Regions from separate parts of the Rattus norvegicus genome. Here region 2 is linked to region 1. Evidence: chromatin contacts called from public Hi-C data. All regions are on one chromosome and are shown on one strand. Each heading gives the region's core, a stretch centred on a gene start, on an enhancer-like site or on the middle of the called end of the contact. The rest is flanking DNA. Distances are from core to core; before and after follow the strand shown.

Region 1 (5,980 bases), core at 3,416-5,915:
GGGCCTCCATCTCTGAAGATGAGAATGGGTTGGATATAACATACCCAATCATTTTACTAAGTTACCAAGGCTGGCTTTGAACTTGCAACCCTTCTGCCTTGACTTCCTGAATAGCCGGGTTTATGGGCCTGGCACCACCAGGCCTGCCTTACTTTGAACTTGTAAATAACCTAGAAAAAGGGGTTGGGGATTTAGCTCAGTGGTAGAACGCTTGCCTAGCAAGCACAAGGCCCTGGGTTCAGTCCCCAGCTCCGGGGGAAAAAAAGAAAAAAAAAAGAAAAAAAATAACCTAGAAAAAGATGGGAGAAAATTCATTTTTATATAGAAATTAAGTGTGCATACTTATGTAAGCAGAGTATTTAAAAACTGAGAACAATGTATTTCACTTGTAAAAACAAGCTGTCTTGATACTATGTCATTTTCCACAAACAGTTCCAGAGTTAAAGATAGTTGAGAAGTTAAAAATGTTTCCTTGCTGTGCGAGGAAGAAAACAGAGCAAAGCGAAGCAAGTAATAGGAACTATTAGTGAATGCTGTAATAACTGTTGCTAATTAGTCTCTTTCATGAGATGTAATCGTCTTTGGTGTGGGAGATGAGGCTTGAGCCTGCCTATCTGAAGAGACTAAAGGCAGAGCTAGAAAACAAGGTGGTGTCTTTGAAGTCAGAATTCTTCTTCCTTATCTTTCTTCCTCTCTCACTGCAGCTCAGTGAGAGCTACTCTCTACTACTCTACATCATAAATTGTGTGTCAACTTCTGAAGAGACTTAATTGCCGAACAAAAGGTTCACTGCATCAGGGGAACATAAATGAGAAGAAAGAAATGAAATAGTCTGGCACTGGAGTGTGACTGGGGTTGGATTATGATCTCTGACCTTGGGTCCTGGCGTTTTGTGACACATCTCTTCTCTTCCTTGGTTGGTTGTGCACAGGGCATGAAATTTCCCCTTCCCTGGGCCAGTGAGCTAATTCCTGGACTGTTGGTAAAATTCACGTGATGCTGAGAGCCTGAGAGATGGAGCCTACCCAGCATGCCACTCTTCTTTGTAGATTACAGACTTGGCCTCACAGCATGTGGGTTGTAGTTCGTGGTCCCTGGCTCTATTGTACTGAGCTGATAGCACTGCTTGTCTTATGAGCTCCATCGTGTGATGTCTTGATGATAATACACAAAGAGGCCCCCAGTTACAACCCCAAGGCTATGAGTGTGGGCAGTTCCCTTTCAGAGTTCTGTATGGCACTGGATTAATTGCCAGGGTTACAGTGGTCCAGCCTGAGGTCTCCTGTATGGGTGAAAGTTGGTTCTCCCTTCCTGTGCTCCTCATACTGGGCTGGGTTGGCATATGCTTCTGGGACTACAGTTTCTCTAGATGAACCTTTCTTATCCGGTTTTGGGGAACTCTGGTGTCTGCCTCCACCCCTCTGATAGGAACTTGGTTAGACCCAGGAAAGTACTTTACAGTCACGAAGCAAGACTTAAACAATCAGACGGAGAACGTGCACTTTCTTAGGAGATTGAGGCCTGATGGTGATGTGAGAACGGGCATGGGTTTCGGTTCTCATGATCGACTTGGCCTCTGGCTAACAGATTCTTGGTTATTTTCACATTTGTAGGATGAAATCTAGCAGCTTATCCGCAAGAAGCTGTCATTCAGAGTTCTGTAAACTACTTTATCTGAACTAACTCACTGTATCCCATGCAATCTGTGTGTGACACTGCTAGGCACTAGAGGTCCAAATGTGCTTTAAAACATCCTGCCATTTTGAAGTTGCTCAGCCACCGCAGGGCTGCCTGTGTTGTCACTGGGGCATGGAGTTTTGTGCTCAGTGGGAGTGATGTGAACTGTTCTCTCCTGAAAAGGGCCAAGAAAAGAGAAGAAGGTTTTAACTCCATCACAATGGGGACTCTCCCTGTGTTAGGCTGGACTGCAGACCTGCATGAGCCTAGACGATGGATCTGGGAGGCTGAGGTGGGGTCTTGTGGCCTAGCTGATATGTAGCTGACATCTTTATTTTCTTTCTGTTTGGTTGTCCTACAGGATCTTTTCGGAATGATGGTTTGAAAGCTTCTGATGTCCTTCCTATCCTAAAGGAGAAAGTGGCCTTTGTGTCTGGTGAGTATGCATCTTTATAGTAGACCCAAAAAAGGGTGTGTGTCTGTGTGTGTGTGTGTGTGTGTGTGTGTGTGTGTCTGTGTAGTCTGTGTGTATCTGTGTGTGTGTGTCTGTATGTGTGCCTGTGTGGTATGTCTGTGTCTGTGTGTATGTCCATGTGTGTGTCTATGTGTGTGTATGTCTGTGTCTGTGTGTATCTGTGTATGTGTCTGTATGTGTGCCTATGTGGTGTGTCTGTGTCTGTATGTGTGCCTGTGTGGTGTGTCTGTGTTTGTGTGTGTGTCCGTGTGTGTGTCTATGTGTATGTATGTCTGTGTCTGTGTGTGTGTCTGTGTAGTCTGTGTGTGTGTCTGTATGTGTGCCTATGTGGTGTGTCTGTGTTTGTGTGTGTGTCCGTGTATATGTGTGTCTGTGTATGTATATCTGTGTCTGTGTCTGTGTGTGTATATGTCTGTGTGTGTATGTGTGTGTCTGTGTGTGTGTCTGTGTGTGTGTCTGTTTGTGTCTGTGTGTGTCCGTGCATGGGTGTCTGTGTGTCTATGTCTGTGTTTCTGCGTGTGTGTGTCTGTGTGTATGTATGTCTGTGTGTGTGTCTGTTTGTGTTTGTGTGTGTGTCTGTGTCTGTGTGTGTGTGTCTGTTTGTGTCTGTGTGTGTGTCCGTGCGTGGGTGTCTGTGTGTCTGTGTCTGTGTTTCTGCGTGTGCGTGTATGTGTCTGTGTGTTCACTCACTGTCCTTTATGAGAGGAGACACGTTAGCAGTTAGGTTCGTAGTGGCTGCTTCATCCCTCCAGTGACAGGCAGAGGAAAGGGGACCCTGACCTTACCTGGAGACTCCGGAGGACACTTGCAGCAATAGGCAGGTCCAGACACAGCTCACAACCCTGCAGCCTGACTTGCTCTCTCTGGGGGGGCCACCGGGGCACCCTGAGAGGTTCCAGTAGGAGGAGTGTATCTACCTCACGTGTTCCCCAGGGTTTCATGTTGTTTCTTAGTGGGTCCACAAACAGGAGGGGGTTTTGTTGTTTGTTTGTTTTGTTGTGGTTGTTGTTTGTGGGCATTGTTTGGTTTTGTTGTTGTTGCTTGGTTTGGATTCTCGTTTGCTTTCTTAGCAAATGGAAACAAAAGTGTCTGTATTCTCAAGTTTTGTTCCTGGTTTGTTTTATTTGTTTTGTGAACTCCCAAATATTTATTCCTCATGGCACTCCCAGCCTATCCTATGCACCTGGGCCTCTCGACATCTCATTTGGTATTAGGGATCTTCAGCCTTCTGGCCAGCTACACTTCTTGTAAACAGTTCACTTGGACCCAGCCACACATGCTTTATTAGGTAGAGTGTATATTTCCCATGATGTCACACACTTGGTGACTGAATTGGATTCCTTCTTGGTCAGAACTTGGCAGATCCTGATCCTGGGCTGGGTGCTGACAGTAGGAGCTATACAGAGAGTAACTATGGTGTACACCTTGTAGACAGAGCCTTTGTTTCTTAGGTTTTTTGGTCTGAATGACTAGCCGTGGAGCCATGGGCTGTGAGTGAGCTTGCTTCCGTAGTAGGGTAACTCACTCCATAGGCCCTGCTGGCTCAGCTCATGTACAGCAACTACCACAGAAGGAAAGGAGAGGAGGGGAGGTCCTCTGTAGGAAGGGAAACCATATTTGAGCTGTCTCTGCCTTACCAGAGAAGGGAGAACAGCAAGTCTGTGTGGCATGGGAGGTGAGGCAGACATGTGCTAGGTACACAGGAACCTTTGTAAGATACTGTGTGTATTCTGTAACAGTGGGTGGACTGGTATTCTCTCGCAATTGTTGCTGTTGAAACAACTGAGATCCAGAGGCTGCCTTGCCCTGTTTGTGTCATGGGGTGAGCCCTTCGTCACTAAAGATTTAGAGGCATAGTAGAACAGCCTTGCGGTGTGATTCTAGCACAGAGGCATGTATGTGACAAAGTAAACTAGGATTTGCAGTGCCTACTGAACTCTGAAAAGACCCCGTAGGGACGTCCTGGTGGCCTCTGTGCATCCATTTGCCTTGGGCCCCACAGTCTTGATCCCTAGAACAGGTTTACAGTCCACTTCCTTCTGTTGTATGGCCCTTTGTTAAGATGGCGGTGTCAGTGTCATTCCTATCCCTTGGATGTCCTGCTGATGCCTCTGTTAATCTCATGACAGATGTTTTCCTTCCCAATCTTTCTCATACCTGCCAGCTTGAGCCTCTCCTCTCCTTCACAAGCTATATTCCACTCCCCCTCCTCCAGAAGCTCTTTTAGACCTAGCCTATCTTTTCTGACACCATCTTGTTCTGCATCCATTCAGGGACTATGAAGACAGATATAATATGTTCTGATATGGGGACCCTTGTTTCATTGTTAGTGGCTTGCTTTCCTATGTAGGTCAATTGGATGTGAATGGGGACAAGTCAGGCCTAGGACAGAGGTAGGGCATTGACCTTATTGAACTCATGGAGGTCGTTTGCCAGAAAGGCAGTCAGGGATAAGGAAGGTAGGAACTGGCAGTGTGCCGCTCACTGCTATACTCTGGAATGAGCCAAGCCTGACTCATCTATGCTTGCCCGGTCAGGAGCTTCTAAGCTTAGGGAACATTGCCCTCAGTGCCTGGGAAGGACACTGAAGGTGATTGGGAGATAATGATTGACTACATTCCAAGAAAGAAAGCAGAAACTGATTTCCCTATTCTATACACGCCGAGTCAGGAAACACAACACAAAAATAGAATCAAGCAGAGAAATCCTGAGTTAAATAATGCAGTGTGGCAGACACATTTCATTCTGAGAGCAAAGCCAGGAGCATGGTAGGCAGAGAAACGGACCATTTGCTGCACCCGCCCTCCTCTGCCAGCATCTTGCCTCTGCCCAGGTAAAATAAAGCATGTTACCATGACAACGGACATCTGGAATAGTCTGGGACAGCCCAACCACTTCTGCAGGCGGGCATGTGGGTGTGTGACAGTGGCTGTTTCTGTCCCTTGGTGCCTCTGTTGTCTTAGTCCTGCTCCATTGTGTTCTATGGTTCGCAGCCCCGGGGTTCTGGCCTCCCACTCACAGCACCCCATCCCTTCTTTCTGCCTAGCCCTCCTACATGGGACCCACTATATCCCTAGGATCCTCACACGCTTACACCCTGCCTCTGGCCACCTTCTGGTGATACCTCGATGCTACTGGGGACAACCTTTTGTACTCTGGGCCTCAGGGTTTCAGAGTATGTTCCTTAGATGATCTTTGAAACTGAGGAGAGAAGTTTGGGGATGGCTGAATCTTAAAGTCCTCCCACCCTCGACTTGGACCATCCATCAAAGCATGTTAACATTTAACTCTGTAAAAATCCTACAATAACCAACTTTCTCTAGTCTAACGTGGCATTTCCAACTACAAAATAACCTTATTCCCTTTGAGGGGGGAAAAAAAAAACTCCTGTGAATCCGTTAAAACCGTGCAGAGAGCTGTGCTATTGTTATGTGAATCCAACTTTCCGTACGCTTCCTGAGATCTGTCTCCCTCCTACGCCACATCCATCTGCTGCCCGAACTGGAGCTTGCTGCCTCCCGAGAGTGTGAGGCCTCCCTACTTTTAGTCAATGAAACATCAACGTCTCTCACTTTGGGCCTTCCTCCTTCCTCAGCCCTTGCTTTCCTGTCTACACAGAAGGAGAGCGGTTGGCATTTCTAGAAGGCACAACCCCCTCCCATTCCCCACATCCTTATCCTGTAGCTCCTACCACCGAAGCCTTGCACAGGTAGCTAAAGGCCGAGAACTTGCTGCACAAGTCGTTGGTTCTATTAAAGACGTGCATCTGTGATGCTTGTAATATGTCCGTGTTTCCTCTCTCATATGTTCAGCAACCTTGGGGTGCCA
Region 2 (5,590 bases), core at 356-2,855, 38 kb after region 1:
TTCACAGCTTACCCGAGTTCTCCAGCAACTCTACTGTCTGTCTATCCTCAGGGATCTCCCCATGCTAACAATGAATACCACTGGTTAGTCAGTTGGCTAATACATTGACATTCTGAATAAGGTCTCTAGTTCCACTTTCTTGTTTGTGTGTATTCGTGTGCATGTGCGTGTGCATGTACATGTGTGTGTGTATGTGCGCGCGTGTGCGCACACGTGATACAGCTATGTGCATGTACCTTTGCCTGTGTGTGGTTGTGCAACCCTGTGCATACACACAAAGGCCAGAGGAAAATATCAAGTGTCTAGCAATATGGTCTTTCCCTTTTCCTTTGAGACAGGTTCTCTGACTAGGCTGTTAGCCTGGAAGTCTCAAGGATCCCCTGTCTCTGCTCCCTGTAGCTCTCAGGTTACAGGCATGAACATGGCCACATCTGGCTTTTCACACAGGCATGGGACCTGAACTGGGGACCTCATCCTTCTGCAGCAAAGGCTCTTACCCACTGAGTCATCACTTTTGTTCCCCAAGTCACACCTTCTAATGAACACTCCTCAGCTCTTCCTCCTCCACGGACCTCTGCTCTGGTGAAACAATGGACTCATCACAGTACTATTTTTAAATATGGGAAAAAATTACATAGGCTCATAAAGCAAATAAAATACACTATTAACTTACTAAAAAAAACTATGTATTTATTAATGTGACAAACACAAGATCTACTTGAAGCCCGGGAGCCACCCTGACTTGGAGACATAATAAACATGGATAGCATTTTAGAACATATCCTACCTAGTGTGATACGGAAATGCTCACGTTGCTGCTGGTAGCCAAGAAACTGTTTCATTGACTCTGGATAGTTAGTTTTCTGTGTTCATAACGGAAAGGGTTGCTGTGTTTCAGCCAGACATTAGCGGGAACAAAGGTGTTCCCCCATTTAAGTACACTATCACTGAACTTAAATCCATGAAGTCGGTTTCGAACCTGTCTTCTGAGGTGTATACACACACCTTAGATAGAGAAAGAAGGGGGCTGGAGAGGGGAAGCAAGGATTAAGAGCCTGAGCTGTTCTTTCAGAGGATTCAGGTTTGATTCCAGCATCCACGTGAGAAATCATAGCTGTTCGTCAGTTCATTTCCAGCGGATCCAACATCCTCTTCTGATCTCTGGGCACCGAACACACCCAACACACATACGTACACACGCGGGCCAAACACTCCTACACATACAGCAAATCACACTTAAAAGAGAAAGAAGTGTACTTGTGCATGTATATGAACGCACATTTGTGTATTGTGTAGGGGTAGTCAGAGAAAGAGAATATTAAAAACAGAATTGAGGTGGGGGAGGGGTGGCCACTTTGAGTCGGTGATGAGGCACTGCTCGAACTTTGACTCAGCCACCACAAAAAAACCGTGCTGGCTGTGGAGCCGGGAGAACAACAGTGCTTTAGAGCTGCGTCCAGATGAACTGAGAAGATCCACGTGGAGCTAAGCGCCTCAGCCTTTGACTTATTTGGTGCTTTTTGACAGAGGTCAGAAGGGTGATGGTTTGGAGGAAGGGCTGTGTGCCCATCCACATCTAAACAAGGGCACAGGAAATAGTTCCTGTACGGGTTGTACCTCAGCCTCCCAGCAGGGCGGGCGCAGGGCAGTGAAGCCTCTCCAGATCTGGGAAGCTTTTGGCACTCGGTTAAGTTCACTGACCACTCCGTTCCTATTTTTGGAACAGGGGTGGGGACAGAGTCTCTCCTCTGGCCTTGTGAGGTGGCCACTTGCCCTCGAGGCATGGATAATAGGCTGGCGGCTCTCCACTCCCCAACCCTCCTTAGAGAATGAAGCAGTCTCCTACCACCTTTCCTGACCCATGTGACAGCCCCCTGTATTAAAAGTCTTAGAGGAAAAGGGGGAGGGTTCTACCCTATGGGTGTCACCAAGCATCCCCTCTCCTTTTCCATTTATAATATTATGAGTGCAGAGAAATGGTCCTGAGCATGAATGAGTTACTTTGGTAAAGATGTATAGGCTGGAATTTCCACCCCCACGTAACCTACTAGCCAATAAACAAAACAGATATATCAGCACCTGCTCCTTTGCATGTCCAAACAGATTTGAGGCTTAGTTGATCTGTGACAAAGCACGTATGTAAGGTATAGTCTGATGAAATAGATGTGAGGAGACACTTTGAAGCCATGACCATGCATGCTCAGTAGCTAAATCAGAAGTTCTTAACCTCTGGGTCTCGACCCTCTAGGGGTTGAATGAGTCTTTCACGGAGGTTACCTAAGACTGCCAGAAAACACAGATATGTAAATTATGGTTCATAGCGGTGGCAAAATGACACTTGTGAAGTAGCAGCAAAAATAATTTTATGGTTGGGGTCACCACTTGAGGAGCTGTATAACAGGATGGGAGCCTTAGGAAGGATGAGAGCCACTGCTTTAAACACCCCCTCCCTTTACTCTTATTTAATGTCTGCTGTGGCCTGAACTGCCCTGGGCATAACTGCTGTGTTTGGGAGTTCCCAGGGAGGAGAGAACATCAGAACTCAGGAGTGATGGAGAGGCCTTAATAAGAAAGCTGGGAGTGTTGGGTAATTCCGAGATGATTTAACTAGCCTGCGATGCTGAGAGATGAACCACTCTGCCTCAGCCCAGCACCCTCTGGTCTGTAACTAATGGACCCACACATCACTGTGTTCACAGAACAACACAGACCCACTTGCTACTTGTTATGCTGGCACAGATTATGGTACTCTATACAGCTTTGCTTTTAGACACATGTGGCCCTGGCTACTGTGGGTCCCATGTGGCGAAAATGTATGCCACATGACCATAGCCTATAACCCAAGAGAAGGGTGGGCCTCTTCCTGAGGTGGGCTGTGTGTAGAATCAAAAGTCAGTAGCCATGTTCATGACTTACAGAAGGGAAAAGGGTGTATGCTTTACAGTGACGGCTCTTCTCTGGATATTGCTTCCTCAGAGCCTTGGGTAATATTTAACATGTGAGACCTGGAAGGGAATCTTAAATCAAAGGCCTACCTCCCACACACTATAAGAAGCCTCAGTCTTGTGTGATGGCAGCCATTGTCACTTCACAATGCCCACTTAGAAGCTGGCCCACAAGAAGTATCAGGAAACAACTGCCATTGTTTCACCTCCTGCCCTTGGATCTGAGAAAGGACCTTGCTCTTCCCATCTTCATGGAGAGGGAACTTGCTTAGAAAAATCCCTGATACAACTGACTAAATGATTGGGAAACCATGGCTACTTGTTTCTGAATAAAGAGGGTTGTCCTGAGACCTCCCCAGTCAGCCTAGTTTTACGTCCGCGTACTGCTCCTCTGAGAAGAAAATGAATATTCCTAATTCTGGCAGACTTTCCAAGCAGTGACCTAGCAGGACTTCCTAGTTTTGGAACCAGAAGATTATTTTGCTTTACCTCACATGTTCTATTTGTTTCATATATAAACATGTACTTTGGAAGTGCCCAAAATAAGGCAAGACCTCCATCTCTTCTGTGGCCGTGATTTTCAAACGCCTGGCTGTGTATTTATTTTTGCACGGTTAAATTCTCTTCACATTTATGGGGCCATGTCAGTGTAGAAATAGAGGTGTGCTGAACGACACTTAGCATTTGTCCCAGGTTGCATGTGACCAATTGTGACACCTTATGCTTCTCTCTCTCTCTCTCTTTTTTTTTTCTCTTTTCTTTTTTCCGGAGCTGGGGACCGAACCCAGGGCCTTGCGCTTGCTAGGCAAGAGCTCTACCACTGAGCTAAATCCCCAAGCCCCTTATGCTTCTCTTTAACCTCTGACCTCCATTTATATTTCAACAAAACAGACTTGGGACAACTCGGTACCATCTGCCTTCTGCTCCCATGTTGGATTTGTCGTGCTCAGTGCATCCCCTTAACAGGAACATCTTCCGCGGGGTGACAATATGGCGTGGCCACAGGTGCGGCTGTGGTAGCTGTGGCAGAGGGAGCGGAGGTAGCTGAGATACAGAGAAACCTTTTGAGGAGATCCATCCAGATCTCCACAGCAGTTTGATAAAGTCCCACGCTCCAAACACTTGCTGCCTTTCCCTGAGACTTGCCACACTGGATAATATTGAAGCCCTTTTCCTTTCATAGTTCAACAGTTCCGAAATACCATCCGTTTGCTGTTTTTTTCTTCATGTTCCCCTTGTAACTGCAGTAGGTCCTCTTAGAGCATTGTTGTATTCTGGGATGGTGGGGAGTAACAACCTTTTTTTTTTTTTTAGATAATCTCCTAAGTAACTTTCAGCTTTAGAAAGCCAAGCCTCTGCCAAGAGGGTTAATGGATGTAATGGGGGGTTTTGGTGAAGGTGCCTGGCCACTGACTGCCCCCTGCTTCCACAGTGGCGGTTTCTTTATTTCTTTCTGCATGACTGAACTCCTGGTGTAGTCCTCACCCACTGCAGCTCTGCTGAAACCATGGCACGTGGCTTGGATGCTCTCTTACTGTCCTTGTTTGTTTCTGATGCTGGGATAGAAGATTAACAAAAGAACTTGGGGACATAGTGTTCGTTTCATCTTATGCTCCTGCATCAGAGTCCATCACTGAGGGAAGCCAGGGCAGGAACTCAAGACTGGACCCCGGAGGCAGGAATCAAAGCAGAAACAGTAGAGAAAACCGGGAAATGGCTTGCTCACCAACTTCCTTATACAACCCAGAGCCACTACCCATCATGCTCTGGGTCCTCCTGCATCAACAACTGGCTAGGAAAATGCCCCACGTACATGTACACAGACAAGTTGGTTGAAGGCGACTCCTCAATCGAGACTCCTTTTCCCATGTGTGTCTAAGATAGGGTCAAGTTGACAAAACCAGCGCACTTGTGCATAGACTTGTTTCAAATGATTTCTGATAACTTCTAGTGAGACAAAATTAAGGACTGATATTTGAGAGAAGTTGGGAGTTAAGATATAGACTCAGGGGGTCCTTATAAACAAACGGGTTGTGTAGTGCCCTTGGGTAAAGTCAAAGGAGGTCATGTTGAGGTCACACCTGCTGAGTTGGAGGGGGAGGGGAGGCCTCCACAGGAAAGGGTCTTGAAAACAGTATCTATCCTTAAAGTCCCCCAGAGGATAGTGATTGTTTCTAGTGTCCTAGGGAGGCCATTAATCCTCTCTTGTTACCTTCCATAGCCAAGCCACTTACTATCTGCTTTGAATCACAACTAGGAGTTTGTCTTTTTAATTTGATTTATTACTTTATAGTTTGTGTATGAGTGTTTTACCTGCGTGCATGCCTGTGTATCTCTCAAACCCACAGAGTACAGAGGAGGGTGCTGGATTGCCTGGAGCTGGAGTTGTTACAGGAGGTTGTGAGCCACCACGTGGGCTGGGAATTGAACCTTGTTCCTTTGGAAGAGCAGTCTGTGCTCTTAACTGCCGTGCCATCACCTCGCCAAGCCCGTGTCTTATTCCTTGGTAAACACAGGATCAGAAATACTTCCTATCCTATTCAAATGCACATGTTTGCATTTCATTTTCTTGGAATTCTATACAAATAAAGCAACGTAGCTTTCATTTTAGTCACGCCAAGTGAAGATACATGGGGGCGGTTTCT

The links. Hi-C and Micro-C count contacts between places; a contact is called where the count stands out from the background.
Region 2: a Hi-C map of kidney shows a contact between it and region 1, with 2.4 times the contacts expected there. The contact joins two enhancer-like sites. A contact is called at or near these places in 5 of 12 Hi-C or Micro-C datasets (frontal cortex, kidney, liver and 1 more).

Annotation. Positions count from the first base shown.
Region 1 is chr11:79,879,061-79,885,040 of GRCr8, forward strand. Kalrn (kalirin, RhoGEF kinase) reads left to right here. Exons shown (of 60, transcript NM_032062.2): 2 at 2,039-2,113. Among named protein-coding and RNA genes, the nearest start is that of Kalrn, 120 kb to the left of the region's middle. Within about 2 kb of position 4,666, at least 23 of the 93 cell types and tissues checked have an H3K27ac peak or open chromatin away from gene starts, as enhancers often do. A contact at or near this core is called in kidney, where this site is marked.
Region 2 is chr11:79,920,371-79,925,960 of GRCr8, forward strand. All of the region lies in intron 5 of Kalrn (kalirin, RhoGEF kinase), which reads left to right. Among named protein-coding and RNA genes, the nearest start is that of Kalrn, 160 kb to the left of the region's middle. Within about 2 kb of position 1,606, at least 22 of the 93 cell types and tissues checked have an H3K27ac peak or open chromatin away from gene starts, as enhancers often do. A contact at or near this core is called in kidney, where this site is marked.